Linked DNA regions of Mus musculus: all the other regions are linked to region 2. Evidence: chromatin contacts called from public Hi-C and HiChIP or PLAC-seq data. All regions are on one chromosome and are shown on one strand. Each heading gives the region's core, a stretch centred on a gene start, on an enhancer-like site or on the middle of the called end of the contact. The rest is flanking DNA. Distances are from core to core; before and after follow the strand shown.

The links. Hi-C and Micro-C count contacts between places; a contact is called where the count stands out from the background. HiChIP or PLAC-seq counts read pairs in DNA pulled down with a chosen protein or histone mark.
Region 1: a contact with region 2 is called in an H3K4me3 HiChIP or PLAC-seq map of bone marrow-derived macrophages, with 2.2 times the contacts expected there. The contact joins the promoter of Luzp1 here to the enhancer-like site in region 2. A contact is called at or near these places in 8 of 39 promoter capture datasets (the C10 cell line, the HPC-7 cell line, cranial neural crest and 5 more), 3 of 15 datasets of contacts at CTCF or cohesin (CD8 T cells, the NIH/3T3 cell line and large pre-B cells), 1 of 484 Hi-C or Micro-C datasets (bone marrow-derived macrophages), 19 of 115 datasets of contacts at active chromatin or transcription factors (CD8 T cells, bone marrow-derived macrophages, embryonic basal ganglia and 10 more) and 4 of 9 other capture datasets (adipose tissue, liver, macrophages and 1 more).
Region 3: a contact with region 2 is called in a Hi-C map of bone marrow-derived macrophages, with 33 read pairs. The contact joins two enhancer-like sites. A contact is called at or near these places in 4 of 15 datasets of contacts at CTCF or cohesin (CD8 T cells, the NIH/3T3 cell line, embryonic stem cells and 1 more), 4 of 484 Hi-C or Micro-C datasets (bone marrow-derived macrophages, embryonic fibroblasts, stem cell-derived neural progenitor cells and 1 more), 12 of 115 datasets of contacts at active chromatin or transcription factors (the 3134 cell line, CD8 T cells, bone marrow-derived macrophages and 5 more) and 4 of 9 other capture datasets (adipose tissue, embryonic stem cells, liver and 1 more).

Annotation. Positions count from the first base shown.
Region 1 is chr4:136,467,951-136,471,795 of GRCm38.p6, forward strand. It overlaps Luzp1 (leucine zipper protein 1), which reads left to right and starts at 1,811. Exons shown (of 5, transcript NM_024452.2): 1 at 1,811-1,900.
Region 2 is chr4:136,567,902-136,571,711 of GRCm38.p6, forward strand. Kdm1a (lysine (K)-specific demethylase 1A) reads right to left here. Exons shown (of 20, transcript NM_001347221.1): 8 at 2,557-2,638; 9 at 672-766. Among named protein-coding and RNA genes, the nearest start is that of Kdm1a, 33 kb to the right of the region's middle. Within about 2 kb of position 2,275, at least 72 of the 459 cell types and tissues checked have an H3K27ac peak or open chromatin away from gene starts, as enhancers often do. A contact at or near this core is called in bone marrow-derived macrophages and trophoblast stem cells, where this site is marked.
Region 3 is chr4:136,447,626-136,451,939 of GRCm38.p6, forward strand. No RefSeq gene overlaps it. Among named protein-coding and RNA genes, the nearest start is that of Luzp1, 20 kb to the right of the region's middle. Within about 2 kb of position 2,401, at least 53 of the 459 cell types and tissues checked have an H3K27ac peak or open chromatin away from gene starts, as enhancers often do. A contact at or near this core is called in bone marrow-derived macrophages and trophoblast stem cells, where this site is marked.

The DNA.
Region 1 (3,845 bases), core at 561-3,060, 100 kb before region 2:
TACGGATGGTTGTGAGCCACCATGTGGTTGCTGGGAATTGAACTCAGGACCTTCAGAAGAGCAGTCAGTGCTCTTAATCGCTGAGCCATCACTCCAGCTCCCATGGATGAATGTTTTGCTTATGTGTATGTATGTGTATCATGTATGTACCTGGTGCCTGCAGAGACCAGAAAAGAGTATTCGATCCTTTGGAGTTGGGGCTGCAGAGTGTTGTGAGCTTCCATGTGGGTGTTGGGACAGAACCTGGCTCCTCTGCAAAATGCTCTAACAAATAGGCTATCTCCCCAGTTCTGAACTCTTTCTTTCTTTCTTTGAGACAGGATTTCACTATGTAGCTCTGGTTGTCCTAGAACTTACTATGTAGACCAGGTTGGCCTAGAACTCACAGAACTCTGCCCGCCCTCTGCCTCCCAAGTGTTGGGATTAAAAGCATTTGCTACTATGCCGGTCTCTGCAGTTGAATTCCTGAGTTTTCTGGCTTTACCTCCTGAGTGCTGGAATTAGAGGTATATGCTACCACATCCAACTATGCAGTGTTTGTGATTGAAGCCAGGGCATTGTGCATACTAGACAAATGCTCTACCAACAGAACTGTATCCCCAGCCCCAAAGGGTACTCCAGGTTGGCCCTAAATGTGTGATTCTCCTGTTTCACCCTCTTCAGCATTTGCCTACCAGCGCTCATGGCCATGGATGGCATTATTTTTTAAGACATGTTTTCTTATTTGTAGCCCTGCTTGTCTCAAACTAGCAATGCACCTGCCTGCTGAGTGCTGGGATTAAAGATAGGAATGTGCCACTGCCACACCCAGCTGGAGGTCAACAGGATACAAGTTATAATGTATCCACGGCCCTGTGAGAGCTGGAGTCAATGCCACCAGGTACAGAGAGCAAAGAGGGTTGGTCTTTTTGCCTTGGGAGAAATAGGAGGACGCACACAGGAGATGAGGTGACAAGCAGAAGGGCGGATGTGGGAAAGCGGTGGGTGTGCTAAGGGAAGTTTGGGTAAACTTCAGAGCGTGTGTATGAAGGTAGGAAGTGAGAATACCAGGCCATGGATTTGGCCTTTGTTCCATAGGCAATAAAGAGCTTACACAAGAGGCGTCTCCAGAGACCAGCCATACTCCTGCAGTCAGAGAGGAAGCAGCTCTTAGCCATCTGTGTCCCGGCTTGTGCAGGCTGCTGGGTGCCAGCGCGTGGGAGGGCGCCCACAGAACGTCTCTGAATGTGGCCTGTGCGCTGCAGGATTTAGGTCCTGAGCTACCTTCAAAGTCCACTTCCCCCCAGGGGTTCTCTTGGCCCTAGTACTTTGTACATAGAAGGCATTGGGGGGACTTTTTGAGACCATGTGGCCCACTGCCGATTCCCATTTTAAAGAAGGAAAAGTAAGGGATATAGATGGGAAAGGACTTTCCTGGCAGCACCTGAGGAATGAATGTGGAGCCAGTGGGACTAGAAGTCATGACCTCTGAGCCACGCCCAGTCCCTTCTCCACACTCACTGAGTAAGAGGTGTTTGGTTGAGCGATGACTTCATTTCAGGCCCTAATCCCTTTGCATGGACGATTTTACTGCACCCTCCCAACGTCTCTGAAAGCGTTTCTTTTGAGCGCGGTCTTGCCTTCCAAGTCAGGTTTCCTCCGGAGCCTAGCCCAGGTCCGGGGCACCTAGCTAGGAAGGCAATGAAAACTTGGCTGGGTTCAAACCTTGGGCTTGGAAGTGGGAGGGCTTAAAAAAAGGACCAAAGGAGGCGTGGCCTGGCATACGCCCCGCCCCGGAGCGCTGACGCCACACAAGGCCCCGCCCCTCATTGTCAGTCTGGGGGAGCCTGAGCAGGCGCCGGCCGCTGGGAGCGGAGCGCCGGATCCTCCGGCGGCGGGAGCGCGGGCCGCAGCCGCTGAGGTGAGGCGGCGGCGGGAGTGTGGCGAGGCGGGCGGCCTGGGAGTCCGGCTTGTGTGCCGGGGGTGAGGGGGTCTCGGCCGGGGTGTCCCGGGGACGGCGGGGAGTGCGCGCGGGTTCTGGAAGCGGAGCCGGGAAGGGGAGGTCTCCGGTGGGCCAGCCGGAGAGAGTGTGGCTGGAGTTGGAGGGAGAGACTCAGAGATTTTTTTTTCTTCCTGAGGAGGGGGAGGGACGTTTCTGAGGAGACTGGGGAGACGCCGAGTGAGGGCGAGCGCGGCTGTGGCGGCCAGGGAGGGAGGCGTCGGGGTCCTCGCCGGGCTCCGCGGGGCGGCGAGCCGGGAGGAAGGAAGTGAGCGGACAGGAAGGGCCGCGGCCGGTGTGCGGGACGCGACGCGCGGGGGGCCGGGGAGAGGCCCGCGGCGGCCCCGGGGCGTCCGCAGCTGTCGGCCCCGGGGCTGCGGCCCGCCCGCCCGCCCGCGCGGCTCCCGCCGGCGCGCTGCTCCCGTCTCGCGGGCCAGACCGCCGCGGCCCGGGAAGGAATTCGAGGCATTCGCTTTGTTTAAGTTGCCAGTCGACAGTCCCGAGGACTAATTAATGGTGGAATCTGCAGGGGCACTCGGGTAGCCGCCGGCCCCCTCCCGCCGCCGCGGTGAACTTTCCGCAGCGCGCACCCCGCCCCGCGGCCCGGCAGGGAAGGGAGCCATGGCTTCCCGAAGCGCAGGAATGAAGTGCGGTTTCGGGAGCCGCTTTTGGCCTGCGGCTGGCCAGGCGACTAGCGAGGTGGAAGCCGGCGTCCCGGGCACGGGCACTGGCACGGCGGGGCTGGTGGGTTCCGCAGCCCGGTGGGGACCTCTCCGAGGTGCCTGCGGTTTCTGCTAATTACCTCGCAGGAGCCTCAGCCGGCCGAGAAAGACCCATCTTGCTATGGAGCATCTGTTTCTTCATCGCGTCAGCCCCTTTCCTAACACTGCAGAGCTTGTTGTGGCTTGTTTCGGAAATGCCGAGGCGGGTGCTCACACTTCGGGGTGGGAGAGGGGAAGAGAGCAGGCAGCCCCCCCCCCCATCCCCCTTCACACACCTCCAAAAAAAAAAAAAAAATCTCCGCAGTGTTCTTTAACCGAGCAGCTTGCAGATTCTCTGTCGCACCTTCGATGACTTGAATGACCTTGGGGGAAAGGATTGTGCTTCTGAGCGCCTCGTGGTGGCTTTTCTGTCCATTCAGGAGAAAATAACTCTCTGGACCTCAGTGCCTTTTGGAAGATATTTTTGAGATTTGGGGTTTGTTCAGGGTATTTCTTTTTGTCCTTTTTATTTTATTTTTTTTTCCAACTGCTGTCTGTGGTTCTGGCTTAAGGATCTGGACTAGTGACAGAGCCGGGAAGAATTCAGATCACCTAGGAAGATTTAGCAACCCCAGATGAGGGGAGGCTATTTCCTCTGGGAAAATCTGTACAGTATGTTCCAGATTGCCTTCTGTCACTTTGTGTGCAGCTTTGGTGGCATTTGTGTGGTTAAATTCTATAACCCCCTTAGAAAATTCTTCTCTTGTTAGAAATAATTGTTTTGCACAGAATTTCCCCTTGGGGCAGATTAAGGTTTTGCTCAATTTACTCGGAAGAATTTTCCAGGTTTCTAAAATTAAATCACTTTTCTAAACATAGCAGCTAAAGTTTGAAAAACTAGAAATAGTGGGATGGGTAAGGGATGGATTGGACTATGAAGGCAGGAAGTATAGGTTCACAGCTGACCATCCACTAATAACATGGAGTTTAAAAAAGATTTGTCTTCCTGTGTATGGGAATGCTCACATGAGTTCAGGTGTTTCTGAGGCCAGATCCCTCTCAAGTTTTTGTTATAGGCAGCTATGGTTGGGAGATGCCTGACATGTGTGCTGGAAACTGAACTTTGGTCTTCTGGAGAGCAAGAAGGGTTCTTAAACATTTTGCCC
Region 2 (3,810 bases), core at 1,025-3,524:
AGACAGTGTTTCTCATCCTGACAGGGGAGCTGGTCAAATTTCTGCTAAACACAAACTTCTGAATTTTACTCATACCTGCAAAATCAGGATTGCCAGGGGCAGCCTAGGCATGTCTGACCAAGGCCCGAGCTCTCACATCTCAAACCAATCACCATGTTGCTGCTAATCTCACACCAAGGACAAGAAGCTCCTAGGCCTCTAACCATAAGCACTAACTTACTCTACCTCTGGATAAGTGTCCCCGGCTGTTTGCTAGCCCTCCTGTCAGAAGCCTCTATCTATACACAAAGGGAAGTGACAGAGCACACAGAGCTAAAGCACATGATGGAGGGACAGCACAGAAATAGGAAGACTCAGGTTCAATTCCATAGGTCTATTGAAAAAAATTGGCTAGGGCCAATTAGCTGTGTGGCCAGCCTTCAGTCAATTCCTACAGACAAAATGCCTAGGCAGACATGTAAATTTGCACATATACCATCATCTCTTCCTAAATAACTCAGAGTTAAGAAAACAGCTAGAAAAACAGCAATTGTTTCTAAGTCTGTATAGTCACACCATGCTCATCTCTCTTCTCGGTCTGTATACTCATAGCATGCTCAGTCATACAGTTCCCTAAAATGATTTCCAACCGAACCAAAGAAATTTTGAAAAGCTGTTTGTCATCAACTTACAGCTTGTCCATTGGCTTCATAAAGTGGGCATTTTTGCTTGATCTTGGCCAGTTCCATATTTACTTGTTTGCTGACGACAGCCATGGGATTCCCTCCTAGGAAAAAACTCAAACAAAGTCAGCCTACCCTTGAAAAGGAAAACCTCAAAGTCAAATTTTCTTTACTCAAAACAAAAACTTGCTAAATTCAGCCTTGGTGGCCTATGCCGGTACTGCAGCCCTTTCAAGGTGAGAGACAGGAAGGCAGAGTGGTGTCCAAGGCCAGCCAGCTATGCAATGAGACACCCTGCAGAATAAGCAAGGGCAGGCATAGAACTCAGTACTAGAGCTGGTCTCCCATTTTCAAGGCACTGAGCTGGATCCCCAGCAGCACTGCCAAAAAACTGAGTAAGCAGCTGACAATGCAGGATGTTAATTATATCTTCTATTCTAAAGCTCATGGGGAAAACGTAGACCAAGGTAAAAAAATTAAATAAGCCAGGCGCTTTTAATCTCAGCACTTGGGAGGCAGAGGCAGGTGAATCTCTGCATTTGAGGCCAACCTAGTCTACAGAGCGAGTTCTAGGACAGCCAGGGCTACACAGAGAAACCCTGTTCAGAAAAAAATGGGGGGGGGGCGCGGGGGGTTTATATTGCTCATAATCCTTTAAGTTAATGTTTTAATACAGAGCTTTCTGTGTACAGTTACAGGCTTCACATAAAAGGGTTATAACCCATTCTGTGATAGTTATAATTTAGCAATACATTGCAAACATGTTATGCTATGAAGCTATAATTCTTAGTGGATATTCATGTCTCACCATATAATAATTTAATCTTCTAATGTGGTTTCTAATGCTGTGCCATTAGAAACAATGTTGTGTTGGAAATGATCCAAACACAGCATCATTCACTGGTCTGTTTGCTCAGGATAAATTCTTTAAACTATAAAAAGACGCCCTAGTGTCAAAAGCCTTGTACAATTCCCATTTTTCCGCCTTCAGAAAGGATAATTGGCAAGGTGCCTTCCACTAATAGAATAAGGACCTGCTGTGATTTGAATATACTTTGCCCCCTCAAAACACAGGTTGGACCAGGTTGTAGTGGCACACGCCTTCAATCCTAGCACTTGGGGGGTGGGGACACAGAAGCAATTGGATCTCTGTGAGCTCCAGGTCAGCCTGGATTGAGTTCCAGGACTTCCAGAGCTACTGAGAGAAACCCTGTCTCATTAAAACAAAACACACTCAGAACCAAAACAACAAACTCAGGCTGGAGTTTAATTCCCACTCTGAGAATTCCCACTTAATCCTCCTATTCAAAAGGTAAACGCTTTGGAGATGATATGATAGGTGAACTTGATTGACTGACTCTTATTAGCCTTAGGAGGGTGAAACATAAAGGCACTCACATACGGTTTCTTGCCATGTGATCTGAACTCCCAGAGACTATTAGCAAGAAGCCTAACAGATCACTGCTCCTATGGCCTAGAACCACAACTATAAGGAAATTAAGTAAACTCTCATTATGACTCTGTCTGTGCTGTGTCCCTATGACTGTCTGTCTGTCTGTAGTGTGTCCCTATGACTCACTCACTATCTGTCTGTGGTGTGTCCCTATGACTCACTCACTGTCTGTCTGTGGTGTGTCCCTATGACTCACTCACTGTCTGTGGTATGTTCCTATGACTGTCTGTCTGTCTGTCTGTCTGTCTGTCTGTGGTGTGTGTCTATGACTCCTGTCTGTCTATGGTGTGTCCCTATGATTCACTCTCTGTCTGTGGTAAGTCACTATGACTTACTGTCTATGAGTCCCCAGTTAGTATATTATAAGAGTAACTATTGGTTTAAATGTAAGCGCTTTCTCATTTTAGATTGTGTAATGCAGTATCAAATTAAACTACTTACCAAGACCTGTTACAACCATGGCGCCAAGATCAGCTACATAGTTTCCTTTTCGAAATGTAGCAACTCGTCCACCTACTCGATCCTGTTTGTTAGAGATGAAACGGTCCGAGTCATCTAGGCTGTTTTAACCATAACTAAGCACAGCAGAGCCGCTACTCTACTCTACCATACCTGACACTCAGCTGTTCTCAGTGCACAGGACTCACAAGGCCCACTCAAAAACTATATGCTTATAAATTCCAACACTAGACGACTCTCTGCCACCGTGAACTGATGCTCATCCTTTGGTTACCACAGTCCTTTGCAGTGAGGATGAGAATTACATCAAGCTGCCCCAGCCAGTGTTAGACTGATGATCTCCCAGAAGGCCAAGCAGTCTGGGCCACAGAGACAGTCACTGGTTGTTGTAACTGTATCTTTAGATCAATAACTTCTCTGACAAATGTCCTCTGCCAAGGAACCTGATGCCCAGGAACACAAACTGGTAACAATAGATTTTAGTCCTAAACAGGTCCAGGCTTATGTCTACTGATTAAGGTTTCGGGGATAGAAAAACCTTACTGAGTTACAGTGGTAACTTAAAATTACTGAAAATATCAAAACACCCTGTAAACTTGAGATACACTACAAAAACTGCAGAGCAAAACTTTACGAGCTATAACGTGGGAAGGATCACAATGACCTGCTAAGCCTTCCTTCCTTTACTCTTAACACACAGTACAGAGTACATACAAAAGCAACAGCCTATCAGGAAAACCATTTTCATGTCCCCATGCTCTATTTAAATATTATTTAAAAAATTAAAACTTCATAAAAAGCCATTTTAAATTAACTACATATAGTATTTTAAAGATTTTATAAAATGCTTAAATGTTTAGGTTACTAAGAAAGTTTCTTTCATTTTTTTAAATAAAAAAATCAGTCACTGGAAGGCAAAATATGGAAGAAAAAAAAAAAAAGGATGTATACAAACCACTTTTCTAACAGCTCCCTGAAGTGACCTGCTCTCACCCTCTCCACCTCAGTTTCTACTTCCAGATCTGGGAATGATGAACTACTTCTCCTAGCTTTAGCTGCTCCTGAAAGACCTGCTCTACCGAACATAATTCCCTTTCCCTATCTAGCAAACAAGGGATATAATTTAATAACTGAAATATCACCTCCTACAAAGTTTATGACCACCCCAAATTAAAGCGCTAACTTTAGAGCTGGAGAGAGAACTCACTGGTTAAGAGTACTGGATGCTCTCGTAGA
Region 3 (4,314 bases), core at 1,151-3,650, 120 kb before region 2:
GACACACTCTGGTCTCTGCCATTGTGTCATGAACAGAGACATGTAAATAAACACTCTGAGTTGTTGACCAACAGGCGGCAGGCAGCTCAAAGGCTAGTTTGCAGATTCTATTTAAAAAGAGTGGCTGCCCCATCTGCCCAGTTCATCTCTGCCCCTTCTTTGGCATCATTATAATCAGCTTTAGAAATAGCCATTATTCACTCAGGAGGCAGAGACAGGCAGATTTCTGAGTTCAAGGCCAGCCTGGTCTACAAAGTGAGTTCCAGGACAGCCAGGGCTATACAGAGAAACCCTGTCTCAAAAAAAAAAAAGAAGAAGAAGAAGAAGAAGAAGAAGAAGAAGAAGAAGAAGAAGAAGAAGAAGAAGAAGAAGAAGAAGAAGAAGAAGAAGAAGAAGAAAGGGAAGAAAAGAAAACCAGAAATAGCCATTATTCTTGTGTGTATGCCCATGATGTGTGCGTAGGCAGGCGTGGGCCCGTGCTGTAGCGTGCATATGAAGTCAGTGGACATTTTTGGAGGCTTGGTCCCCCTTTTCCACCTTTATATGGGTTTTCATGGACTGAACTCATGTCTCCAAGGCTTTGGCTTTTACCAGGTTGGCTTTTATCTTACCAACTTCTAATATGGACTTAAAAAAAAGTTTTACGCCGGGCGGTGGTGGCGCATGCCTTTAATCCTAGCACTTGGGAGGCAGAGGCAGGTGGATTTCTGAGTTCGAGGCCAGCCTGGTCTACAGAGTGAGTTCCAGGACAGCCAGGGCTATACAGAGAAACCCTGTCTCAAAAAACAAAAACAAAAACAAAAACAAAAAAGAAAGTTTTACTTTATTCTCTGTGTATCAGTGTGTGTGTATGAGTGTTTGCATGTGTGTATGTATGTACCCTATGTGTGTGCAGGGCTCATGGAGGTCAGAAGAGGCATCAGAACCCCTGGAACTGGGATGATGGACAACTCTCAGCTGCCATGTAGGTGCTGGGAACTGAACCCAGATCTTTTGGAAGAGCAGCAAGTACTCTTAACCTAGGAGTCAACTCTTCAGACGCCATCATTAGACTTTTGAAACAGGTCTCCTCCCTACATGGCTTAGGCTGGACTTGAACTTGAGATCCTCCTGCCTCAGTCTTCCCAGTGCTGGGATTACAAACCAGGCTGCCAAGCCTGGCTCCTGGGTTTATGTTTTCATTACGCTTGCTTCCAGTGATCACACTTAAGCATTAGTCCTTGCTTACTGCCTGTCCCTCCCCTCTGGTGTCGGCTTGAAGACGATGTTCTTATTTGCTGTGTTCTCTCTTTGACCAGTATGCCACAGGGTCTGTGTATAGTAGGTGTTCAATAAATTCATGGTTGAATGAATGAGTGGTTGGTGGACAAATGGAATCCTGTTTCTGCTCAAAGTCTTGTCTTTAAATTTTGGGGAGATGGTAACTGCTTCCGTTTGGGAACCTGACCTAGTATGACAATCGGTGTCAAGGGGGACTGGGTCAGATGGGAGGCCATAGCTCAGATGGGATGGCTGGCAAGGAAGCCAGTCAACCCAGTATCTCCAAGGGGTCAAATTGGATCTGGTGACTTAGCTTGTCCTAGCTCAGCCTCCAGACTGACTTCTCTTCCTCCAGAAGTCACCCCCACTGTGAAAGTTACAAGGTCAGCCCCAGCAGAGGAAAGGTGTGCTGGTCTTTGTGGTTTTTTTTTTTTTTTTTTTTTTTTAGCAAGATCTCATCAGCCCTTTGTTATCATCTGAAGGGGCCCACGTTCTTCCCACAGTTCCTGCGCTCCTCAGGACACATGAAGGACAAATTGAAAATAAACCTGTCTAACATAGGCCTGTGGTTTGAGGAGCTAACCCACACTCCATATTGATTCTAGGCCTAGCCAGGGATATATGTTGAAACCCTGTCTCAATAAATAAATACGTACATACATACATACATACATACATACATACATACATACATACATAAAATCATCCAGATGTGGTAACACAGGCCTTTAGTCTCAACACTTGGGAGGCAGAGGCAGGTGGATCTCTGTGAGTTAGAGGCCAGACTGGTCTACAGAGTGAGAAGTAGGACAGCCAGGGCTACATTGAGTAAACAGGTCTCAATAATAATAATAATAATAATAATAATAATAATAATAATAAATACTTGTAGGCTTCGAAGTGTAGTTTGGAAGTCTGAGGCAGGATGATTATAAGTTCAAGGCCAGCCTGAACTACAAAATGAGATCCTGCTGCAAAAGATTAAGTTAAAAATCAACTTGAGGCGGTGCTGGAGATATAGCCCAGTTAATAGAGCGAGTGCCTAGCATACGAAAAACCCTGGCTTTGCCACCCCAGCATTGCATAAACCAAGCACAGGGGCACACATGTGAGCCTAGCAATAGGGAAGTGGAAGCAGGAAGATCGGGAGTTTAAGGTCACTCTGGGCTATAAGCAAGTCTGAGACCAGCCCAGGGTACATGAGATCATATAGATAAAGAGATGGATAGATAGATAGATAGATAGATAGATAGATAGATAGATAGATAGATAGATAGATAGATAGACAGACGGATGGACAGACAGACAGACAGATAAGATAGATAGATAGAGCAAGCCTGAGAGCTGGGGCTATAGTTCAGGGGTTACAGATTTCCCTGAGAGTACATGAGGTCCTGGGTTCAATCCACATCAATACAAACAAACAAACAAACAGACAAAGAGTTTCTTATGAGCACAGAGACCATCTGTACCGAAGACCTTTGTCCTCTCCATCTTTCCTCCCACCTCCCATCCTGGGCATGCTTTTAATTCTTTCACACTTAGTCACAGACACACACCCAGTGTGACAGAGATGACGCCAGGGGAGGGCAAGGCCTCAAACAACACAGACTCTGCTAAGTTCTGGTTTATGCAAGTATGGCAAGTCTTATGGTGCTAGCCCTGTCCCTTCCTCAAAGAAACCCAACTTTATTTTTGAGGAGCACAAGGACCAGGAATGACAAAGGTTAAGAGGTTAAGAGGAGCTGGGCGTGGTGGCGCATGCCTTTAATCCCAGCACTTGGGAGGCAGAGGCAGGCAGGCAGGTTTCCGAGTTTGAGGCCAGCCTGGTCTACAAAGTGAGTTCCAGGACAACCAGGGCTACACAGAGGAACCCTGTCTCAAAAAAAACAACAAAAAAAAAAACCCAAAAGGTTAAAAGGACCTTTTGAGTTTAGGCCATCCAAGAAGACAGTGAGACCCTATCTCAAAAAACTAAATCACAAAACAAAACAAAACAAAAAAACATATACAACAGATAACACCTCCCCCCAAAATCAAATCGCCTCTTCATTCGCTATTTTAAAAAGTATTTACTTATTTGTTTGTTTGTTTTTGAGGCATGGTCTCAGGCTGGCCTCAAACTTCTGCCTCTGCTTTATTTTTTTCCAATTGATTTTAAAAAAAAAATATGTCTTTCAGCTGGGCGATGGTGACACATGTCTTTTAATCCCAGAACTCAGGAAGCAGAGGCAGGAAGATCTTTGTGAGTTCTAGACCAGCCTGGTCTACATAGTGCGTTCTAGGACAGCCAGGGCACTCAGAAAAACCCTGCCTCAAAAAAAAAAAATCAAAATAAATAAGTATGTAAAAATAAATAAATAAATAATGAAAGGCCTAGGTCTATATTACCCAGGGTGGCTGGCTTTGAACTTCTGGACTCAAGTGATCCTCCTACCTCGGGCTTCTGGGTAGCTGGAACTGTAAGTATGTCATTATGGCCCCAGCTTCCCAGGCCAGTTTGATTGTTTATTATTGATTTATTTTTCAGAGCTGGAAGCATAGCCCAGAGTTTCACACAGGCTATGCGAATGGTTTCCCACTGAGCTACATTCCCAGCCACCCCTTCTCCACCGTTTACTTCTCAACAGACTTCAGGCCTCCAGGATGTGAATCCTGCAGGGAGTGCAAATAACTGAGCTCCGTGGACACAGGTGACCTCAGCTCCTCTGCTTTCAAGATCAGGGCGGGGGTAGGGGTGGGGGGGGAGGGGGAGGGGCTTCCACCGTCCATCCATCACCCTATGATCGCCATCAGACTCTGAGCCCCTCAGGGGCTCGCTTATCTATCTCTGTCCTCTTAGCCCCTGGCACACAGCCAGACAGCATGTGGTTAATGATAATAGCATTTACTGAGCTCTGACTGTGTACCCAGGTATGCCTTAAGCATTTTATGGGCAGTAGCCACTTAACCCAGTGAAGCAAGTCCAGTTGTTACAGTCCAGATTCGAAGCTAGAGTCCCAGGAAACTCAGTCTTTTGCCCTGTATCCCAGTGCCAGAATTCAAGTCAGGCTA